Linked DNA regions of Mus musculus: regions 1 and 3 are each linked to region 2. A link is a contact called in public Hi-C and HiChIP or PLAC-seq data. All regions are on one chromosome and are shown on one strand. The core of a region is the stretch at or near the end of the contact, and the rest is flanking DNA. Distances in the headings are between cores, read along the strand shown. Region 1 holds the start of Lrp3 (low density lipoprotein receptor-related protein 3). Region 2 holds the start of Garre1 (granule associated Rac and RHOG effector 1). Region 3 holds the start of Slc7a10 (solute carrier family 7 (cationic amino acid transporter, y+ system), member 10).

Region 1 (3,509 bases), core at 166-2,665, 900 kb before region 2:
GAGAGAGAGAGAGAGAATCCATGCCATTCTGCTTGTTTCTTTCTTCCTTTCTTTCTGGGGTCATGGTGGTACAGGTCTGGTCATAAACTCAAAAATTCCTCTTCTGGATTATGGGCTATTTGCAATTGCAATGTTATGTGTGATGCTTGCATGTGCCACCAAGTATTTTGCTTGCATGTGTCTATGTGAGCTATACATGTGCCTGGTGCCCGAGGAGGCCCGAAAAGGCTGTCAGACACCCTGGAATCGGAAGTGTAAACCAACGTGGGTGCAGGAACCGAACTCAGGTCCCCTGGAAGATCAGCAAGAACTTTTAACCACTAAGCTACCTGTCCAACCGCCGCCCCCTCATTACCCGATTTTAAAAACCCTTTAATACTTACTGGGAAAATCTACTCTGGCATAATCACAAAAGGCTTAGAAGGAGAACAAGAAAGCACAGAAAGACTCAGAGTTCCCCCAAAGAAACACTTTTGGTTCCTGTACAGTGAAAATGAAGTTAACGAATTCCTGTGTCCACAGCTTTCACTAATGGACCGTTGTTTCCCTCAGCCTTCATAATCTTAATGAGTGGCAGTGCTTGTGAGGGCACGCACAAAAGCTAAAGACCATGGGTGTGTGTGTGGAAGGTGAGGCTCACCCCAGCTTGCGGAGCCTCCTTGCTCGGGGGTATTTGGGGACCTCTGATTTAGCATCAGTTTTAAAGAACAGCTGACCTCAATTGACCCCAACTCCTCAATTCCTCTTCCAAGTTCATTCTGGTTTTTGCCTCTCCTGGATTCAAACCCTTGGTTGACAGGTTGTCTCCAGACTACAACCACACGCTTAAAAAGCATACATCATCGCGGTTCCCTAGAGGATGAGGGGGTAACTGAGCTGGTCAGGGGCACAACTGGGTGTCCAAAGTCCTCTCAGGGTTCTCATCAATGTCTCCACACAGGCCTCACTTTTTACAAGGGAGCCACTTTAGAGACAGGATGAGGTAAATGAGAAGGACAGAGGGCCAGCAGGAGGAGAGAATTCCCAAAGCAAATCAGCCAGGAACGCATTGCATTAGGAAGAAGTCAGGTCCCAACCTTGGGCCTCGACTCATTGTCTTGGCCCCCATCAGCCCTTTCCACGCCATCCCACCTCAGTCTCCCTCTCTTCCCCAGCACAGTCGCCTGGCTTCGGGAAAGAGACCAGATCTTGGGATCAAAGGGCGAAGGCGAGCGCTTCCCCGGACCATAGGCGCAATGCCAGCCCTAATCGCTGAGCCAAGGTTCAGAGCTAGCGGGTTCCGGTCGGAGCCGCGTGCGTGGAGCTGTCCAGCACCCCGAGGCGGGGCGTGCGCCCCCCGGCCCGCCCCAGCCTCCTCCGCCCGCCCTGTCAGCGCCACTGCGGCTCGGCGGGCGCGTCACGTGGCTAGCGCGGCGCGGCCTCCCGGCTCCGGGCTTAGGCGAGGGGCCGGCCGGGAGGACGGACGGACCGAGCGACGCACCCTCGTAGGCACCGTGCGGCGCAGCGCGGGCGGCCCGGGGACCGACGGGCAGGGCGCGCCGGGGCATGGGCGCGCCGGAGGTCTCGGTGCGCAGGCCGGGCTGGGCGCGCCGGCCGGGGCTCCGGGACAGCGGCGGGCGAGGGTCTTCCCTGGCGACCGCCGCTGAGCCCCCGCGGGGCCCGTGACGCCGCGGCCGATGTGGCCCCGCGCGTTGCGGGCCTGCACCGCCGCCGCACAAAGACGCCGCCGCAGCCGCCGCCCGCACCCGGGCCGCAGCCGCCGCGCCAGCCCTAGCCCCAGGCGGAGCCCCGGCCGCAGGGCAGCAGGCGTCCGCGCGCGGCCCGCCCCGGCATGGAGAAGCGCGCGGCCGCGGGGCCGGAGGGGGCGCCGGGCGCCAGGGCGCCGCTCGCAGTCGTCTGCCTGGGTGAGTGGGCCGCGAGGGGCCGGGCGGGATGGGAGGGCTTGGAGCCTGCACTGCGATGGCTTCCGCGCCCAGGCACCCTTGGGCTGCCGAGGAGGGAGCCTCCCACCACAGCAGAACCCCAGGCCCGGAGCTGGGGGACGAGAACGCTGGCCTTGGGTTCCTGGGAGAGGCTGGGGTCTTCCTGATGCTTTCCAGCCCGGCCTGCCTGAGTGGTGCTCTGGCTTCCAGAGCTGTGGACAAAGGCCTGGACTACTGCTCCCTAAAGAAGGAACCCTTTCCTGCCTGGAGTCCTGGACAGGCCTGGGAGCTAGCCAAAAGATGGGGACTCAGCATGGGGGCTTGTGGCGGGGGGGAGGGAGGCAGATGTGAGAACTCATTTTCCCATTGTGTCTTCCCAGACCCAGATGGTCATAGGTCGGTTCATCCCTGATGGGGGTTGGGGGGGGGGGTCTGAGTCTGTTCCGGGGAGGGCCAAGAACCCGCCAGGACTGGAACCTAGGTTAGAAGGCTCCTTCCCTGACCAGGAAAAATTTCTGTCCACTTTCCCAGAGCCCATTGCAGGAGAGGGGAAGGAAGGAGTTAAATCCCCAACCCACATGGTTCTTTATTTACCTTGATGAAGGAGGGAGGCCCTTAGAAGAGCTGGGTCATTAGGGGACACCCAGTGATATCACTGTTGAGGGCCTAGGAATGTGACAGGCTCCCTAAAACCACTGAAGTGACAAAGTTGTGAGGGGTGTGGGGCAGCTCTTTCTTTTTAAACTGTAACTCTCATCTGGCCTCCAGGAATAGAGAAGGGTGAGTGTCCAGGAGAGGACTACTGCACAGGCTATGTGAGCTAATCTAAGCAGTGGCTTATATGCCCTGAGTTCCTGCTTCACCTGCTGCTAGTGGTCACTGTGTCTGGGTCCTGGCTATTGTGTTTCCCAGGTGGGCAGGGCAAAGGTGAGGGCTTCCTTGCTCAGGAGATGCCCGTGTCTGGGTCTAACAGAACCAGAATGCCCTGGGGGTGCAGATGGGGTGAATACCCCTATTTCTTCATCAAATGTAGAATCACTGCTCCTGAGATGAGTGCCTCAATCATGGAGGGGGGGCACCCTGGTCCCCAGGCTGTTAGAATTCTTTTCATTTGGCTTAGACTCTGTCTCAGCCTGGAGCCAACTGAAGCAATGGACATTCCTACTGAGGTGGACACTTACTGTGCCGGTGTCAGGAGAGCACTCTCTGCCTTTAGGATCATGGGGTGCAGGGAAGATGATGGTATTGTTACCCCAAATGCCCATCAAAGGAGGAAGTCCTTCAAGGTGGTAGAAGGCTGCTTGAAAGGTAGAGCTCTTGGGACTGAGCATACGGGATGGGTAGCCTCAAATCTGAGAGGAAAACACTGAATTCTGTGGCATGAGTATCATCATGACACAGGATGACACAGCCAAGCTAGCACACTGCTGTCTCTATCCCGAGACCCTCTGAGTTCCTCACCTTTGCCTGTCCCAGAAGGAATGGCGGTGGAGGGAGAGTCTCTGGCCTTGACATGGGCCATGGCAACTGAGATAAAGAGGGGGTACCTTCATTTCAACTGTGTTGTCCTGTGTTCACTCCTAGCCC
Region 2 (3,545 bases), core at 351-2,850:
GGGTTTCTTCTCTGTATAGCCCTGACTGTCCTGGAACTCACTCTGTAGACCAGGCTGGCCTGAGACAGAGACTCAGACAACCACCGTTTTTTTTTTTTTTTTAGATTTATTTATTTATTTATTATATGTAAGTACACTGTAGGTGTCTTCAGACACTCCAGAAGAGGGCATCAGATCTCATTACGGGTGGTTGTGAGCCACCATGTGGTTGCTGGGATTTGAACTTAGGACCTTTGGAAGAGCAGTCGGGTGCTCTTACCCACTGAGCCATCTCACCAGCCCCACAACCACCCTTTTTTAACTTTTCTTTATTTCTCTGTAATAAATTTGCCTTCATTTCAGTTACTCCTCTAAGTGTTTATGTCTTTCATCTTTATCACTGTGAGAACGTCAACTTTGTAGCCCCTGACCTGGGTGGACCTTTAATGATCACTGAGTCTCTAGCACCCTAGGATCTGGGGCCAAGCACAACCCAGTCCTGAAAGATTTTGTTGTTTTCAAATACTGCATCAAAATCTACATCCATACTTTCCCCTAATGCTGAGGGTGAACCCAATGCCTGTCCTGTGCTAAGTAAGTGCTTTACCACTAAACTGGATTTCAGCCTGATACAACCATTCCTGCCTCCGGGTTTCAGACCTCGAGTCTGGGCAATCCTGACAGCTTCCCAAGTACTGCCAAATAAGCCCTTGTTTAAAACAGGGAGTTTGGAATGTTCTTAGATAAATCCTATCTTCTCTAGTTTTCTGACAATGAAACATTTGATAATTATTCACCTTTTGTGTGTGTGTGGTTTTTTTTTTTTTTTTTTTTTTTGAGACAGGTTCTATGTAGCCTTGGCTAGCCCTGGATTTGCTATGTAGACCAGGCAGGGTTCAAATTCATAGAAATCTGCCTGCTTCTGTCTTCTGAGTGACTGGGACTTAAAGGTATGCACCACCACTCCCAGCCTAAAACATGTGTCTTAACCTCCCAAACTCTCATTGCAAAACCCTGGGGCTGTAATATGTGCCCCTGACAAGTTGAGTAGTACTCTATCTCCGAGCTACGATCTCGGGTCCCTTTCGCCTATTTGTGTTTTGCTGTGTGCTGTCATGTAGTCCTCCTCAGGTTTTGTTTTAAAATTCCTTTTTTTTTTTTTTTTTTTTCCTTTTTCTTTTAGGGATCTTAGCTCTTGATCTAACCCGGAGGGTAATTATCTGGACATCCACTTCCATTGGGTCGGGGTACTCTCTCCTTCTCTCTTCTACTTTCCCCTCCTACCATCTGCCACAAATGGCACTACATCATTACAGTGATTTGTGACAGTAGTATTCTGTTGGCACCGCTCACGAAGCAATCCCTGAGGGTGCTAGTACTATCCCGCTCCTACATCGTCTGTCAGGTGTGATGTCTAGCGATCAATGGTTCTATCATTAATTTCAATGATAAATACGCGAGGACGCAACCGAGCCCCTCAGCAGGGTTCCGACTAGGTCTGGAAACAGGGAGGGAACGCAGAGCTTCGCCGCCGCCCATCCAGCACGAGGGGAGGGTGGGCTCCGGCCGGGGAAACCGCAGCGACCGCCTGGGGCGGGGGCGGGGCCGCCCGCCGACGTCACTTCCGGTGTACACAGCCGGTCCGGGCGGTGCGCCGGAGCCGGGGCGCTTCGCAGGTGAGGTACGGTCGCCAGCGGGCTCGGGTCGGCGGGGACTGGCTAGGGGTAGCGGGCGGCGGGTCGCAAGGGCGACTGGCATCGAGGCGAGCTCGCGGGGTGCCGCTTCCCTCGGCGCCGTCCCTCGCCCGCCTGCTGTGGAGGACGCCGGGCTCGGCGGGCGCTGGCCGGGCGGACGGAAGCCCGGAGGGGCCTCTCGGCGCGCGCCCGGGACGAGACCCTGAGGGGCGCGTTGGCGCTGAAGGACGCGGCTGCCTTGGGCCGCCGCGGGGGATCCGCTCCCGGAAGCTCGGGGCGCCGTGCGCCCGGGGCTGGCGGCCTGTGGGCGACCTGGGTCCACGGGCACAGGCGGGCGCCGCTGCCCTCAGGCCGCCCCGCGGCTCCCCGGCCGGCCGCGCGCCCCTTCCTGGCTCCCTCTGAGCCCGTGGGCGCGGCGGGGGTCAGAGGAGGGCCGAGGCTGGGCTAGGACTGAGGAAGGACCCACACCCGTCGGGCGAGCGCCGGGGTCAGGGGTGTGTCTTCCTGCTCCTCGTGGAGCAGGGGAAAAAGAGCATGCCTGTTTGGCATGATAAGAATTTTGTTTATACTTTAACCAAAATTGCCTGGGAAACGATCAGCCTGGGGAGCCCCCAGTTTGAAAATAGATTGTCCTTGCCCTTCCCCACCCGTTGCCATTATGAAAGCGATTCATTCTTCTGTCCTTGTAAAAAACACTCGCCACTGTATACAAAGTGTCAGGAGGGAAAATGACCACGGCGACTCGGTGACAACCGCTCCTAACATTTTGGTGACATCAGTAAGTGCAGATATATATACTGTCACTCTTAGAGGTTTTGTAGTAGAACATCGAGTACCATAATTTATCCAAACTCTAATGAATATTTGATTGTCCCTGTCACAAGAAAAAACACTTGTGGCAAAAAGGATTTATTTGATTATTGTCTTCGGCTAAATTTACAAATGGGGGTCAAAGGTAACATTCCGTTTTTCTCCTTGTGGATATGCTTGGAAACCTCAAACGCACTGTTGTAGAAAATTACATCTGTGTTTGCTTCTCATAATTGCTTTAACATTTTTAACCTTTTTTAAAAAATTTGTTTATTTACTCATACTTATTTTGAACAGACCCCCACGGTGTAGACCAGATTGGCCTTAAGCTCACAGAGATCTCTCTGCTTCAGTTTCTCAAGTGCTAGAATTAAAGACACAGGCCAAGAGGCCTTGCCTTTGTATTTGTTTTTATTTTTAAGACATATTTCCCAAGTGGCAGTATAGTCATCCAGGTAACCATTGTTGTCTTATTATCTTATTTTAGGCTTAAAGTTCTAAGAATGTATTTGTAAAAGACTACTTGCGAGCTTGATTCGGTGTGCGTTTGGAGGTTTTTATGTGCCTTGAAAATAGTAAGTTTTTCCTTGTAATCTTTAAAAAGATCATTTCTTTTACAAGTTCAGAGAATACTTTCTTTATATTTGATATTTATGTGTGTGATACATATACATATAAGATATACATATTAAACAAGGTTTTATTGCTGTTTTATTTGCTTTCTTGCTGACAAGATCACAGACTCCATATGAAGAGTGCAAGTTTGTTGTGGCAACTTTTCAGTCTGGCATTTGAGATTCTAATCTTCCTCTATTTTTGCACACGAATACGTAGGTTAGCATTGGAGACCAAGATAGAAAAGTTCTCAGATTCCCTTGGCAAGCCTAGATTTTTTTCAATCTAAAATTATCTCTGGATTTTTGGAAGACCGCATGCTTTAAGCATCCTTTAAAAAAAAAAACAAATACAAAATACTTTGCTAAATAATTTTTCTGTTGAGAACTTGAAGCCTACTATAGCAGGAGCTGTGCGTCTCCTAGGTCTTCTGCATTCCAGGGAAGT
Region 3 (3,544 bases), core at 707-3,206, 870 kb before region 2:
AACTTTTGAGCTTCTTAAGCCTGGCCCCCTGGGAGAGCACCCAGTGCCCTGGGCTGGGACAGTGGTTGAGTTCTGTTTCTTGGTTAGCGCAGTTGACTTCCACCCTCCTCCTCAGCCTTCATCTTCTGGAGGCCAAGGGGGAACAGTGAAGCAAGAACAGGCTGAAATGGGAAGGGAGCTGGCGGCCCAGAGCCAGGCTCCGGGGCACCAGTTCCTCCAAAGCCTGAATGGAGAAGGAGCAAAATGGTGGACTGGGTGTTCATCTCTCCCCTACACCACCATTCCCATCCTCTTGCAGATGGCTGGCAGCCTGGCAGCCTCTGATGCTAGGCTCTCCTCTCCACCATCTCTGAACCTCTCTGGCACCATAGCCAGCCCCACCAGTGACCCAAGTGATAAGTAGGCTTCCCTTTTGCGGGGAGGAGGTACAGTACCCTGAAAATGGTGTTGGCTGAAGGCAAAGCTCTAACCACTGCTCTGGCCTGGCCCACAGGCTCGGTCCTTTCTATTATCAGACAGTCAGGGGGGCTGGAGGGACATCAGGACCAGTCCCTGGGAGATAAGCATTCTAGAAGGAAGAAGGCAGGTGGTGGAATTCTCTGGAGCTGGGTTCAGGGGTGACTCTGGGTAGGAGTGCAGGGGATACCCAAGAGACACTACATCTCTCCAGCTGGAGTTTCTCATGGAAGGGCACAGAGCAGAAGGTAAAGATCACACACACACACACACACACACACACACACTTCAGCCTTTCTCTATCTCCAGGGGTCAAAGGGCAGAAAGAGAGCTATTTGGCTGCATCCCTACTGTGTGCCACTTCCTACTGGCTGGGAAAGGGGACAATCAAGACCCCAATTACTGCTCTTTTAGACCCCCAACTCCTGGGCACAGGGAATCAGAAAAGGCCCCGCCCAAGAGGTCTAGTCCAGTTCTCCTTCAGGAGTCAAGGGACAGACAGAGGTGGGGTTGCTGCCCAACCCTGTCCCCGGGGCATTCTACCTATGCAAAAAGCACCATCTGTAGGAAGAGCGAGAGGGGCCAGGCCATGAGAGCACCCATTCAGATGCCACCAGATCACGAGAGTGCTCACTTGGATCCCAGGGCTGAGTGGGTGCTCTCCTGGAGGCTTGGTCTGCTCCTGGCTACTTCGCTACCTCTCCTCGGATTCTGTGGCCACCTCTGCCAGGAAGGTCAGCTTCGTGGCCTTTAACCCTTGCTTTAGACTCTACCCGGCCATTTACCTTCCTGCTTTCCAAGAACAGATGGCTTCACTTCCCTGGCACTTGAATCTGGCACACAGTAGGGATGCACACAGGCTGCCCTGCAGCCCAGAACTTGCCACTCAAGCCAGGCCTAGCAATTATTTCCGTTTCCTAGGTGGGAACAGGGGACTTGCCTTGGTAAAGCCCCTCAGCTGAGTGAAGGCCAGGGGAGGGTTGCAGCAAGGAAAGCCCCCACCCGAACCCCCACCCCCTTCCAGGCGCAAATTTTCAGAGAGGTTGGGGAGGTGAGGGCAAGAAGTTTTGTGACTGGTTTGCCAGGTTCTGTTCCGAATGGGGTCAAGTGTATTCTCCAGCTATGGCAGCAGGTGCTCGAAGGGTTCCTTTGCCCCTGTGGTCTTATGGTCTTCGTGAGGGAGGAACATAAAGGGGTTCCCCCAGTACTTCCACGCTATGTACGCCCTACTCACCGATGATGATGGTGCAAGCGCTCACCAGCCCGATCTCTTTCTTGAGTGCCACCCGCTCCGAGGCGCCCGGGCCGGGACCAGGGCCCGGGGAAGGCGAGGGCGCAGGGCCGGGGTTCCCGTGCCCGCCTGGCTGTTGTATGTGGCTTGCCATGTCGCTGTCCCGCCTCATCCCAGTTCCCTGCGCTACCCCGTCTGTCCGGCCCGCAGCCAGTCCTCCGTCGGTCGGTTCGTCTGTCGGTGCGCTCGCGGCCCTCGCAGCCCGGGACAGCGCCCACAGGCGGGCGCATGCGCTGGCACGGGGCCCGGGCCCCCGGGGGCCCCCGGGCGGCTGGATCCAGGGAGGGACGGAAGGAGGGACGGCCGGCAGCCCCCTCCCCCACCGCCCTTAAAGGGAACTCCCCCTTCCCCCCCACCCCCAACCCTAGTCAGGGGAGACAGGAGGGGACTGGGATCAGACTTAGAAAGGACTTCCTAGTTGAGTGAACGAAGGGGCTACACCCAGACTTGGGTGAGGTGGGGGAGAAGAGCTCAAAGACCAGGCTGTCCCTGCGCTCAAGGAGTGTGAGCAAGACGTGCTGGGGTAGGCGGTGCTGCATGCCCCAGCCTGTACTTTCTAAATCCCTCAAGCCCCATTTGTGAAGGGTGGGCATTGCACAGGTTGAAAACCACCGCCTAGCGGCAATTAGCCTGACAGTGGCACGGTCTCCATGAAGACTTTTTGATAGCTCCCTGGCCTCTAGGCGGTCCTGACTGAGTCATTTGGGATGAATGGAGACTGTCCTTAAAACAATTCTGAAGGCAAAAGGCTTGAGAAGAGTTGAAGATAAGGAGACCCCAGTGGGGCCCCGGGCATCCTGGGAGTTTGGGACAGTCCCCATCACCATCAAATCTATCCCTGCCTCAGCATCCCCTAATTCCTCTTCGGGTCCAGCCTTAGGTCCCCACCGCAGACTCCTCTACACAGGTCAGTCAGGGCACAGTGGACTGGGACTTTGGCCCAGGCCGTCTAGCATGGCTCAAGGTGACCAGACCGCTGGAAGTGCCAGAGAGACGGGAAGAGAACAATTGTGGTAGCAAGGAGGTATCGGGCCCAGGATCCTGGGAAGCCTGCCTCCTCCCGGAAGCCATTGGGCGGTGCAGCCCAGATCGCGGGGCAAATTCATGCGCGGGTGGTGCGAGGGAGCAGGGCCGCGTCGGGGCCACCGGGGCGGCGGGCGGAGCGAGGCTGGCACGGTGTGGCCGACGGCGGAACAGCTTTTGTGTGTTGCTGGCGATAGCTGCGTCGCGCCGTCCCCTGCATGAGGATGAGGCCACTCGGGGCCACCGGTCCTTCCCCCGATCGCGGCCTCAGAGTTTGCTGGGGAAGGGCAGGGAGGACCCGAGATGGGACGAGTTCAGGAGCCCAAGAGCCTGGGCTGGGGGCGGAGCACGGAGGTGGGGTCTTGGCCAGGGCCTGGTACTTCGAAATTGGGGCGGGGACTTGATAAATAGAAGAGGGAGGACTCTGGGGGGACCAGGAGGGGGAAGCCACTCGGCAGAGCTTCATCCTTCGCACTCCCGACGAAGCCCAACATTCTTGGCGACCTCTGCCTCCCGCCCCAGAGACGATAAGCTGAACGTGGCAAGACTCTCTTAAAGGAACCTCGTGCGGTGCTGGGTCAGGCTGGGGTGGGCTGGGATAGGGGAGAGCGGTCCTGATACCCAGGACACTCATGAGTGTTGCAGGTAGTAAGGACCTGAGAGGCTTGACTTTCTGATTTGACTAGCGACTCCGTTGTCTTTGCAATGCCAAGGTCGCCTGGGTTAGGGTCCAGCCAGAAGGATTTCCCCTGAGGCTCTTTGTCAAGGGGCAGA

Evidence for each region. A called contact is a pair of places that touch in the nucleus more often than the background predicts. HiChIP or PLAC-seq counts read pairs in DNA pulled down with a chosen protein or histone mark.
Region 1: a Hi-C map of liver shows a contact between it and region 2, with 4 times the contacts expected there. The contact joins the promoter of Lrp3 here to the promoter of Garre1 in region 2. A contact is called at or near these places in 2 of 39 promoter capture datasets (cranial neural crest and hippocampal neurons), 1 of 484 Hi-C or Micro-C datasets (liver) and 1 of 9 other capture datasets (pancreatic islet).
Region 3: a contact with region 2 is called in an H3K4me3 HiChIP or PLAC-seq map of embryonic hindbrain, with 5 times the contacts expected there. The contact joins the promoter of Slc7a10 here to the promoter of Garre1 in region 2. A contact is called at or near these places in 2 of 39 promoter capture datasets (cranial neural crest and hippocampal neurons), 1 of 115 datasets of contacts at active chromatin or transcription factors (embryonic hindbrain) and 1 of 9 other capture datasets (adipose tissue).

What each region holds. Positions count from the first base shown.
Region 1 is chr7:35,213,251-35,216,759 of GRCm38.p6, reverse strand. It overlaps Lrp3 (low density lipoprotein receptor-related protein 3), which reads left to right and starts at 1,415. Exons shown (of 8, transcript NM_001024707.2): 1 at 1,415-1,904. The coding sequence starts at 1,832.
Region 2 is chr7:34,311,602-34,315,146 of GRCm38.p6, reverse strand. It overlaps Garre1 (granule associated Rac and RHOG effector 1), which reads left to right and starts at 1,600. Exons shown (of 14, transcript NM_172741.3): 1 at 1,600-1,655.
Region 3 is chr7:35,184,797-35,188,340 of GRCm38.p6, reverse strand. It overlaps Slc7a10 (solute carrier family 7 (cationic amino acid transporter, y+ system), member 10), which reads right to left and starts at 1,956. Exons shown (of 11, transcript NM_017394.4): 1 at 1,691-1,956. The coding sequence starts at 1,859. It overlaps Gm38988 (a long non-coding RNA gene), which reads left to right and starts at 3,384. Exons shown (of 4, transcript XR_003946743.1): 1 at 3,384-3,544.